2 separate regions of the Mus musculus genome follow, and region 1 is linked to region 2. The links are chromatin contacts, called in public Hi-C maps. All regions are on one chromosome and are shown on one strand. Each heading gives the region's core, a stretch centred on a gene start, on an enhancer-like site or on the middle of the called end of the contact. The rest is flanking DNA. Distances are from core to core; before and after follow the strand shown.

Region 1 (5,773 bases), core at 3,075-5,574, 2.7 Mb before region 2:
CATGCTCCTTCTAATTAATTTGCTAGGCTAAATTAGTGCCAAATAAATAATGAACTTCCAAATTAGCTGACACCATAATGGAACAGATATTTAATTAATTTACTAGCAAGGGCCTCTACAGACAATTGTATGTTTATAGCATAAAATGATGGTATTTATTAATGTCGAAACTTTCTTAATTTAACAGGTTGCTTTAATAGCCAGAATTTAATATGGAAATCCTCTTATTTCCATTGACATAGTAGGTTTCAAGTCAAGCAAAGAATTTACTGGTATTATATTTCATTTCCTAAGACATATTTGATCCATTTATTTAGCATGCTTGTGTTGTCTATAAATTCACATTAGTACCATAGTACTATCTCAGTACCATAAATTGATCTCTACATATTAGTAATGTCTATAGACCACTGGGTGGCAGGAACTGCCTAATAACTTAGTGAGAAGAACTTTCTTTTGATGAACACATCATTTAGGAAATATGTCCCAGGAATTTTAATTTCTTCTGCGTTAAGATATATATTGCAGAAACATTTTCTTTCATATTAAGTCCACTGACATATTTAAAAGATCAATCAAATTGTGGTCATGAAAACACCGGGTTTTAAACAAAGAATTAAAACTAATGTAAAGTCGGACAAACTACCAAAGTCCTTGAGGGAACTACATAATAAGAATTTTATGCTTTATTTATTTAATATTTTTATCTCACCCCTTAAAGTAACTTATCAAGTGTCTGCTTTTGTAATAGAGTAACTCTACAGCACCTGCCAAGTGTATTGGCAGTAATGAGAAAAATGGATTCAATCATTTTTTTATTATCATCAAATCATGAAACATACTGAATCATTTTTCCTATATATTTAATATATTTCCTGAATTGGAAAAGCTATTCTATGTTGGTCTTGACCCAGAAAATTCAGGTCCTAAGGCATTGGATGGGAATGAGGGAAAAAGCCAAAGCATTAAGGTGACTTCCATCTTCCCTATGATGTGAAATACTTACCTGCTTTGCACTTATCTAGATTTGAAGTATGTTCTCTTATTGGTATTAGGAAGGTGAAATAATTTTTCAAATCTCTCTTCTTTTGAGGAGTTTTTGGTTTTTAAAATAAAGTGGTCACAGGATCAACAATAAAACAAAATGGGGTTTTAGATGATTAATGATTATGATTTTTGAATTATGAGATTTATAAGAATAGGGGGAAAGGGGTATGTGAATAGGGATTAGCCTTGCATTTCTAGGAACAAAGGGAAAAACATAAAAGTGTGAGCAAAAGAATTAGAGGGCAGAGCATTAGCAAGGGCACATGAACAGGAGCAGAACTAGAGGAAAAGACTTATTCTTTCTTATTTTTTATTTAATCTTTTTTTTCACTCCAGATTTTATTCCCTTCCTGGTCCACCCTCTGACCATTCCCCATCCCATACCTCCTTCCCACTGTCTCCATGAGGATGTCCCCAACCCCTACCCCACCAGACCTCTAAACTCCCCAAGGCCTCCAGTCTCTTGAGGGTTAGGTACATCTTCTCTGACTGAACCAGACCCAGCAGTCCTCTGCTGTCTATGTGTTGGGGTCCGCATATCAGCTGGTGTATGCTGCCTGGTTGGTGGTCCGGTGTTTGAGAGATCTTGGGGGTCCAGGTTAATTGAGACTACTGGTCCTCTGACTAGGTTGCCCACATCCTTATCTTCTTCCAGCTTTTTCCTAATTCAACCACAGGGGTCAGCTGCTTCTGTCCATTGGTTGGGTGCAAATATCTGCATCTGACTCTTTCAGCTGCTTGTTGGGTCTGTCGGAGGGCAGTCATGATAGGTCCCTTTTTGTAAGCACTCCATAGCCTCAGTAATAGTGTCAGACCTTAGGGCCTCTCCTTGAGCTGGATCCAACTTTGGGCCTGTCACTGGGCCTCCTTTCCCCCAACCCCCGGCTCCTCTCCATTTCTGTCGCTGCAGTTCTTTCAGACAGGAATAATTAATTACAAGTGAGAGTTTTGATTATGGGATGGTAACCCCATCCCTCACTTGATGCCCTGTCTTTCTGCTAGAGGTGTGCTCTACAAGTTTTCTCTCCCCAGTGTAGGGCAGGAAAAGACTTACTATACGAATTTGACTCTACCTAATTTCAGAGAAGAAAAGTTTTCTTGGTCATGTGGGGTAGGGGTGGGGCAGTTGTTTTTCAGAAAAGACACCAGAAGCCAAATATTCCAGGGTCACCCTGTGACCATACAAAGAGAGTCTGTAGAGAGACCAGTGTGCAAGTGTTGTCTTGAGAAGGCAGGACAAGCTGAGTGTGCCAGGTCTTTCTGCATCTGTCATGCTCACACCTGTTACCATAAAGACTATCAGAGACTACTGCTCACATCTATCACTTTTACACTTATCTAGATTTGAAGTATGTTCTTTTATTGGTATTAGGAAGGTGAAATAATTTTTCAAATCTCTCTTTTTTTGAGGAGTTTTTGGAGACTATCAGAGACTAATGGCCAGTGCTTAAATTTTACTGTCTGGAGCTCAGACAGGTTCCTCACTGGCATGTTCATCACTGGCAGTTCTCCATGTTACAATAAGCCTTCTGAAAGTTGGACTTTGCAGTGTTAGCAAGTTGGCAGATACCAATTCACTAGCCTACCCCAGTAGGCAAACGGAAGGAAAGTTGTGGAAACTCAGGAGAACAAAGGAATGCATGCATAGTAAGTCAGATGAATCCAGTGGATGACCAAGGAGGAGGGGCATAGAATTTGCTCAGGTTTTAAGTATGTGCAACAGAAATGAGGAAAGCTACAAGCAACATGTCAAACCAAGCTCCCAGAATTATAGGTGGTTTGTATACTAAAGAGAAAGGAGACTCGAGAGTAAGTAAGGATGACTGCCATGAACATTTAAATGTAATGCTTTAGTATATGATGGAGATTTTTAGTGAATTGTCTGGTATTCATAACAAGCAAAGCTGGAAAGGTGATATTCAAACACAGGGTTAATGTCTCACTATTCAAGCTTGGCCTGAGCTCATAAGAGAATATGTCTGTTTACAGATGTGTCTCACCATGTCACGGCGGGCTTTGGGCACACATAGTATAAGTAGTTAAGGTAACAAATAAATCTAGTAAACTATGCATCCTAAGAAATGTGCTTTTACAATGCTAGTTTTGGACTGAGAACTTAGACTGTGTGGATATCCATATCAAGACCTGACCTGCACCTCACACCTTTTCTTTTCTTCACTCCTGGTTCTGTCTTGCATACAGAGTCTATAGACTTGAAACTCTCTAGTCTACACACCCAGCCTTTATCTAAGCCTTCTTAGCTGCCTTTAGTTTAAGGGGGCATATCTGATCAACAACAGACATCTATCTGAGAAGGAGGGGGGGCCAGGAGGGAGGGAGAGATCTCACAACCTATGAATAGTCTCAGGAGGGTTTAGGTGGAAAATTCAGATTCCCAAGTACTCCAAATTGATTCTAGAAAAAAGAGGGTTGATTAGCATTTTGTACCTTATGAGCCACACCTCTCGTTCTTACAGCCTTCTTCTTCCCTTAGGAATGGGCACAGCTGGGGTGGGTCCCCAGGCAGGCAGAGCTACCATTGCTTGGGTGAGTAAGGTTAGCGCTGTAGACATTTGGCCTTGCTAGTGTGGGTGATAAGAATGACTTTATCTGTCTTCTTTTGCAAAACCAATCATTTTAACTTTTGCAACACTCTTTGATCAGCTCAGAAGGCAGTAGCTGAGTGGCTGACAAGGCCATCTCTAACTCTTCTAATGCCCAGTTTCCTCCCTCCTTCTGCTCCTTCCCCATTTCTTGCTCCTCCCACTCTACATTTCTAAAATATACATTAAATTACAGACTGTCTCAGTCAGTACCTTATTGCCGTGGAGAGACACCATGGCCACTGGCATCTCTTATAAAGGAAAGCATTTAATTGGGGCTGGCTTACCAGTTCAGATCCTCACAGCAGGGATGATGGTGGCTCTCAGACATAGTAGCTGAGAGTTCTGCAGCTGGATCCACAGGCAGCATGAAGAGAGTGACTCTGAGCTTGGCATAGGCTTTTTGAAAACACAAATCCTGTCCCCAGTGACACACTTCGTCCAGCAAGCCCACACCCTGATGACTAAGCATTCAACTATATGAGCCTATGGGGGACATTTTTATTCAAACTGCCACGCAGGTAAAGAGAGAGGACATTTTAAAGTCAAGTACGAGTTTAAACCAGTAGGCATATTCTAGTTTCCTTTTAATGTTGGGGCTGTGTTTACTACATGGGAGGAACTGCAATCTTCTCAGCAGATGCTTAAAAATGAGCCAGGAAGAAAAGAACAGAACTCATTTTATTGTAAATCAGCCTGCCAGCATCCTCTCTGGAGTCTGAGCCAATAATTCATGCAGAGTGATGCTACTTTTAAAATTGTTTCATGGCCTTCATCTTGAGAAATAGCCCAGGTTCCAACACACTTCAAAATTTTTTTAAAAAAGAACCTAAGCCACCAGGGCCTCAACGCATGGAAGGGCATCATCTCAATATCAACAGAACTTACAAAAATGCCTTGTTCCTTAAATCAACAGAAATTGGACAAGAGGAAAAAATTAATTGCTTTTTGATGTTGGCATAGCTGATGCAGGCTGTGGTAAGAATACATAGAGCATTGGGTTCCTGTATTCAGGGTTCACTGGCAGTTTGGAGGGCCAAAGACACAAAGTACATAAGATATAAAATTGGTCAGAGACCCTTTGAGAATTAGAATTCTTGCTTAAAGTATGATAAATGATATTTTTTTACCTAATCAACCTTGCTTCTGGGAACATAATAATAGACGCAGAAGTCAAAGACCAAACAGAAGCTTTAAAACTCGAGTTTGAAAACCCTTCCACAAAGTCATCATAGTACTAAACATATTAATTTATTCTCTCTTATAAGGAACTCCTACTGCTAAATTGTAGATACCAGTTGTTGAAGACACTGTAAGATTTAACCTTGTTTTTAAATACAGTAAGAAATTAACTCATTTTTTATGACCCACAAGTCATTCAGAACTGTATTAAAAACAGAACAAAACCTTTAGGTAAATACATATTTTCAGTCAAAAATATTAATAAAACTAAGACCCTCCTTAATGAAATTACCTAATTCTCCAGTATGGACGCTAAGTGCCATTGATATGCAGATGTACCAGGAAGCCATAATGCTGGTAGTAGATCAGGCCTTAGATATGTTCTGCATTTATGGTCTTTACATCTGACTGATGATCTAAAGAGATGCTTCTCAGACCTTAGTGTGTATTCTAATCCCCTCGGGGGTCTTGTTGAAATGAAGGTTCTCTAGATCTTGGATGATTGAAATCTTCTCCTAGGCTGTTGGGTGATGTGTCATAGTGACAAACGCCCAGAGCCTCATGTCAAACTACAGATAGATGCTGAAGGGTCATTTCCAGAGAGTCCACCTTAGTTTAGTAGAACTTAAAACCCCTACCCCCAGAGGTGAGGAAACTGATGCTTGAAGCAGGCAAGTCGGGTAATGGAAAGTATCGCCATTAGTGGTCAAGTCCGAAGTAGGATAAAGGTCACCAAGTCTCAGTTCATCGTTCTTTCTCCTGTGTTGTAATCCCTGTCCTAAATGGGAGAATCTTCTGTGCTTTATAGTCAAGGATGTCCCTTGGGCAGTAGTGAGGGTTCTATGGTAGGAAGGACTTCATGAGGGAATATCACGGCTTGTGGTTTCCATCCTGTAGTTTGCAATAACTTTATCTTAGATGAGGGAAAAAGTTTGTAGTCC
Region 2 (5,538 bases), core at 2,449-4,948:
CATACTGAAAATGCAAAATAGAATTCCATTCTACATTTTTACACATGGATAACAAGATGAAAATAAACAATGAAAAGTTACGAATAACGATAAAGACATTGTAACCTGAGCCCTAATCTCTTCAGTTGACACCTTAGCATTTCATATTCTGAGGGGAATAATGGCAAGAAATGATGGTCATGTTTTAAACTGGAATAGGAAAAAGTTAACTCTTTCAGTATTTCTTTTTTTTCTTTTTTTTCCATTTTTAATTAGGTATTTAGCTCATTTACATTTCCAATGCTATACCAAAAGTCCCCCATACCCACCCACCCCTCTTTCAGTATTCCTATAAGACAAGTAGGAACCAAGAAAATTGCATAAAATGAAACTTATTGTAAATTATCATACCATTTAATTCTGCATTCATCTTTTGCCTGTAGCACCATAGTCTAAATTTAAATATAATAAAATGGTCCCCTTTAACTCTGAATAACCACAAATGTTTGTTCCTGAATGATAGAAATGAGCAAGACAGTTAAAAGTAAAGACTTCATAATAGAGTGGGCATAGGTTCCATGCGTACTTATTTATGACAAAATAGTTTCATTACCTCTGACAAATTTGCATAAGCATCAGTTTTCCTGTCATCTGAGAACACAGAGCATCACTAAATTGATGTACACAAATCACATGGCAAAACAGTTACTTGTCACTCCATTATCTCCAGGTTTGTTCTCCATGGAATTCTTTACTAGGTGTCAAGGAAACCAAATCATAACACACAGTCCACCATCCTTGCTCTCCTTGTACACCATGGTGTAGGAAATATTAATAAAGGAACATTTTTAATATGTAACAAAGCCATATCTTAATTGGATAGCTGTTTTGCTCCTGGGGAGTTAAACACTAGAGTAATCTTGAAGAATGAAAATTCCAAGTCAGGCTACATTGAAACAGACACACCATCTATGCAGAACACTATTTCCCCTTTTCAAAGAATGTGAAGAAACACACACACACCGGAAGGATGCTGTTGCTATAATCTGGCATTGGAGTCTATAGGATCTGATGGTGCTTTCAAGTTTCAACCCTTTTCCTCAATTCTGCAGAAAGATATTTAGATATTTAAAATAGTATAGAAGAAATGGTATAACTCTTCTAAACCAGAAATTGGCTTTGTTTGTTCTCCCATTAAAGTGAAATGTGAAAGTTGATGGGGAAGAGAAAAGGTGTGGCTTTTATTTCCTTTCATTTTGCATAAAGAATAACAGGTGTGCTTAGTTTTTCAACAACCCAGCATATTGCAGAACTTTTATTTTCACGGGAGGGGTGAATGAATGACTGTTTATTGCAGGTAGGCAGTAAAGATGCAAGTTTTTCAAGTGGCTGCAGGTGCTTAACTGCCTGTCAAGAATACTCTACTCTGTGATTATCGATGCTCCTCACACATCCTGTAATCCCAAACTCAAGTAAAAATACTCCTCTCCTTGGAGTCTTGGGCGGGCACTATGTGGCACCCTTGGAACAATCCACTTAGCATGCATGAAAATGACCTACTTTACTTTTTAAAAGAGGCATTAGTAACAGCTTTCATGTCAACAGTAGCCAGGAAGATCTCCTCAGTCCAGAACCTTTCTGAAGAGCTGTATGCTCAACAAAGGAATCATTTGATCTTTGCAATGCACGTCCAGTTTTGTTAATTGAAAGAGCTATACAATGAAAGGATTGCCTTACGTAAAACTGTTCATTATAACCCGTAGCCCCAATTCAGTAACCACAACAGTCACTTATTAAAGAAAGAAAACAATTACAGTTCAGAAAAGTCCCAAACCTATGACCAGAACACAATTCATAGATAACACCAAGTTCAAAACCAGCTTAACATTCCCCACTTAAAACACTGTTGGAAATGCAGGTGCCCAAAACACACCCTAGCATATCAAACCGAAATCAGTTGTATTCTTATTTTCAACTGCTTAGCATTGCTCCAGATTTCTCTCTTTCTTCACCTAGACTCCCTCCTTGGGTGGGTTAGCTTCTAGCTCTTCCCTTCACTGCACAAGGAAAGTCAACACTGAACTCAAACATGCAGACTCTGTTGGTGCTGTTCCTTTAGCAGCAGAGCAAATAGCTTGTGGTTCATTCCTTCCAAGGGGCAGTTTCCGCATCATCCCCAAACTCAGGAAGAATGTAAGGAAGTGATTCTGCCTGGTTGTCTCACACAGGATTCAACACGCTGACTCACTCAAGAAACTCAGACTGCACTCATGCTTTCAGAATGACACTCGACCGGACCCTGCATACTGCATGGTTGTTACTTCATCCTTACCTTAACATGCTTGGCTACTCAGGCAATGAATAGCGTGGTCGCAGCTCCTAACAACACAAGTTTCTTCTTTTGCTCAAAATCCTCCTCCCTTCCACTATTGCAACCTACAGTTTCTCCTCCAAGTGCTCACATACTGTATTTTCTTATTCTCAGCCAGCCAGCTTCTAACTCAACTGGGAAAGGACCACTCAAAATACCCTGGATCTTGAGAGAATAAGCTCTTGTAGAAACAGCGGGGGAGTGGCGCACGTCCCTCCTGCAAAGGGTCCTAGCGCCATCTCTATGCAGTATCACTTTTCGTTTTCTGTCTCTATCCACAGAGATTTCGGAAAGACATTGAAAGAGAAACCTGCAGCCTCCCAGCCTTTCCAGTACTTGGGAAACAGAATAATTGCAGCAAAGCTTTGGTGAACTCGAGCGCGGCATATAAAGAAAAATCAGGGTTCCAAATAAAGGAACAAAATAAAACAATCAAGAAACCATCGTAGCAAAAGTTTCCGTTTTTTTCCGGAATGATTTCCTGCTCTCCAGTCCAAGCAAGACAAACTTCCAGAGGGTGGATTCTTTGCAGGGACTTCTGGCGGATCTCTGATTTCTTCACATTGTGGTTTAGCGGGCCCATTTGTGCAGTAACCAGGCATCCCTGCCTTAAGTACTGAGTAAGTGCAGTAGGAGCTACCAGGAGACATATTCCACAACCTCTTGCCAAAATTTTGGAAAGGGAAACTAAATGGGCTGAATCTCCATGCTGCCCCATCCCCACACCTTTCTCCCGCTGAGTCTTTCGCTTGCTACCATCCAGTTTTTAATAAAAGCAGAAAACCTGAAATGAGTCCTGATCCAAAAGCTGCCTAACACAAGTCCCTGAGCAGTTCTTTGCAAGAGCATGTAAGTGAACTTCAGGAGCTCTTTGAGACAAAGTTACACCGGGAATGAGCACAAGGGGATGTCGCAAGATTCTGTTCAAGAAATGATGCCCAGGCTCTTCGGTTTAAAGGATGTCAAGGAGCCCCTTTCTCCTTAGGAAGGTGTAGCAGACACTCCACCGAAGAAGGGCTCTGGTGCCCCGGAAGGGTGGTGATGGGAAAGTGTCTGAAGTCCTGCTCTCTCCACGTTCAGGGTACCTGGAGAAGAGCTGACCACAGGAAACAGCCAGAAGTGGAGACTCGAGACAGGGCGGGGAGATGGGAGGTGACAAATCGGACTAAAGTACTCCTTTAACTGTAGAGGAGGGACGATGTCGCCAGCCTACCCATTCTGGGAACCCCCGGTGAAGGCTTTCTTCTGGCTCTCGCCTGTGGCCTGGGGCCGCGATCGCGAGGCTGGGCGTGCGTGTTGGTGCGCGCGCGCGGGAGTGTGCGTGTGAGCGGTGCGTGTAAGCCGGGCGTGTGTGCGCGCAGTCCGCGCGCTGAGTGTGGCCGCCGGGACCCAGCAGCCCGCCGCCCGCCCGGTGTCTCTCCTTCCCAGCTCCTCAGCCACCTCACAGGGCCTTCCACCACCCATCCCTTGGCTTTCCGGCCTCCGCTCAAAGTTTCCTTGGCGCAGACGCTTGGGCGCAAGGGCTGTAGCCAAGACGCCTTGGTGGTGGAGCGCGATCCTCGGCGTGGCTCTGCTGCCAGCACCTGCTCTGCACCGAACCTGCCTGAGCGCAGGTTTTCTTCCCACTTGGCGGGAGCAGGGGGAGGGGTGCGGTGGCGAGAATCAGAGAGGAGCCCCGGCTCCTGACGGCGTACCCAGCTTGGCTATCCGACGCATCTGTGGGGTCACGGAAGAAAACTGGATCCGCAGCCAAGTTGCCTGAGCAGGGACAGGGAAGGTTTCCACGGCCATCCAAGGTTGTCCCTGTATCAGTCGCCACAGGCGTGAGGGTTTGGAGACACCTAGACTGTCAGGGCTTTAGAACCGACATTCCCTTCCTGACCCCTTTGAAAGGAAAAGCTGACAGAGCTGAGGCAGGAGGACGCCTAAAGAAGCCCGGAGACTCCTGTGAGCTTCATCCTCCTTGGCTTTGGATTTTAAGGACACGAAGGGGCATGAACAACATGTCAAGGTAAGAGACCGCAACCCAGCCGCTTGAATCTCCTGAGAGAATAACTTAAAATAGATGCTGGGATGCGGCGGGGGTAAGGTAAGTTACATGGAACCCCCTGGGCTGTTGTCACGCAGCTGCACAACCCGTGTGAATGGCTCCCGGCTGGTAAGTGGAAGACCAGCCAGACCAGCCGGTGCAGATGGTTGAGAACCGGTCGGCAAAAGGGAGTGTCCTTTCTGCACACTTCTGGATACCTACTGGGAACTGCATCTGGAACTGGATCTTCTGTCCAGGCTGATTTACATCTGGGCTTGGCTCTTGTTTTGTTTTGATTTTCTGTTCTGGTAAGGTGTTTCTCTAGCTCCTCACACCTATCCCATCCTTGCGATAGGGAGCAGTGGGCCCGGGTCTTGTCAAGAATTGAGTGGCAGGTGAGGATGGAGCAGGCTGGCGGGATGCAGAGCTCGGGAAGTGCACAGGGCGGCCGGGTCTGCCCTTGCAGCAGCCGGCGTCGGAGCACAAGCTCCGCGGGTAAACTGCGGTTCGCTTGGCCTCCGCTAGAGGCTCCCAGCGGGCGCGGCGGAGCCGGTGGGTGTGGGGGCGCCGGGCGGTGGAGTGGTTGCTCGACGAGCGAGCCTGGTGGCTGAGGCGGCGCGGCATAGGGGGTCCAACCCAGCCTGGGCGGGAGACGTGAGCCCGAGTCCCGGCGCACCACCCAGCTGGGCGCCCCGTCTTCGGGAGGCGAGTCGGAACCCAGGCTGTGCTCTGGAAAGCGGTGCGGGGAGCCAGAGCCACTTCGGGGATGCAACCATAGTCAGCGCCCTGAGGGCATCCCCAGGAGGTAAAGCCTCTCTCTCCCCTTCCAACCCAACCCAAGGTCTTCTCAGGTCTCAAAGGGCAACAAGGGAAGGGTGGGAGGTAATCTGTGAGGTCCCTTTCTAAGGAGCCTTTCCGTTTTCTCTGTGGCTTTCTGGGGATCATATGAACTAATCCTTGGTTTTGCCTGCTACTCTGGACACTTGCTTCCTTTAAAGGCAAGTTTTGTGTCTATTTTAAAAAAATGTTTCCTACTTAATATAATTTTGTTGCCAGAGAGTGCCCAGTGGCTGGCCATCACTAATTGCTTGGAGCTCAGCAAGGCGACCTGCTAGGTCCCCTCTGAGCTGAGATGGACCAGAGTGCAAAATCCCAGGGT

What was found. A called contact is a pair of places that touch in the nucleus more often than the background predicts.
Region 1: a Hi-C map of cortical neurons shows a contact between it and region 2, with 7 times the contacts expected there. The contact joins the enhancer-like site here to the promoter of Lingo2 in region 2. A contact is called at or near these places in 2 of 39 promoter capture datasets (cranial neural crest and hippocampal neurons), 7 of 484 Hi-C or Micro-C datasets (cerebral cortex, cortical neurons, forebrain and 2 more) and 4 of 115 datasets of contacts at active chromatin or transcription factors (embryonic forebrain, forebrain, neural progenitor cells and 1 more).

What each region holds. Positions count from the first base shown.
Region 1 is chr4:39,698,067-39,703,839 of GRCm38.p6, reverse strand. No RefSeq gene overlaps it. Among named protein-coding and RNA genes, the nearest start is that of Gm42272, 11 kb to the left of the region's middle. Within about 2 kb of position 4,324, at least 3 of the 459 cell types and tissues checked have an H3K27ac peak or open chromatin away from gene starts, as enhancers often do. A contact at or near this core is called in cortical neurons, where this site is marked.
Region 2 is chr4:36,949,904-36,955,441 of GRCm38.p6, reverse strand. Lingo2 (leucine rich repeat and Ig domain containing 2) reads left to right here and starts at 3,698. Exons shown (of 8, transcript NM_001165999.1): 1 at 3,698-4,361. It overlaps Gm12371 (predicted gene 12371), which reads right to left and starts at 2,476. Exons shown (of 2, transcript NR_151511.1): 1 at 2,312-2,476.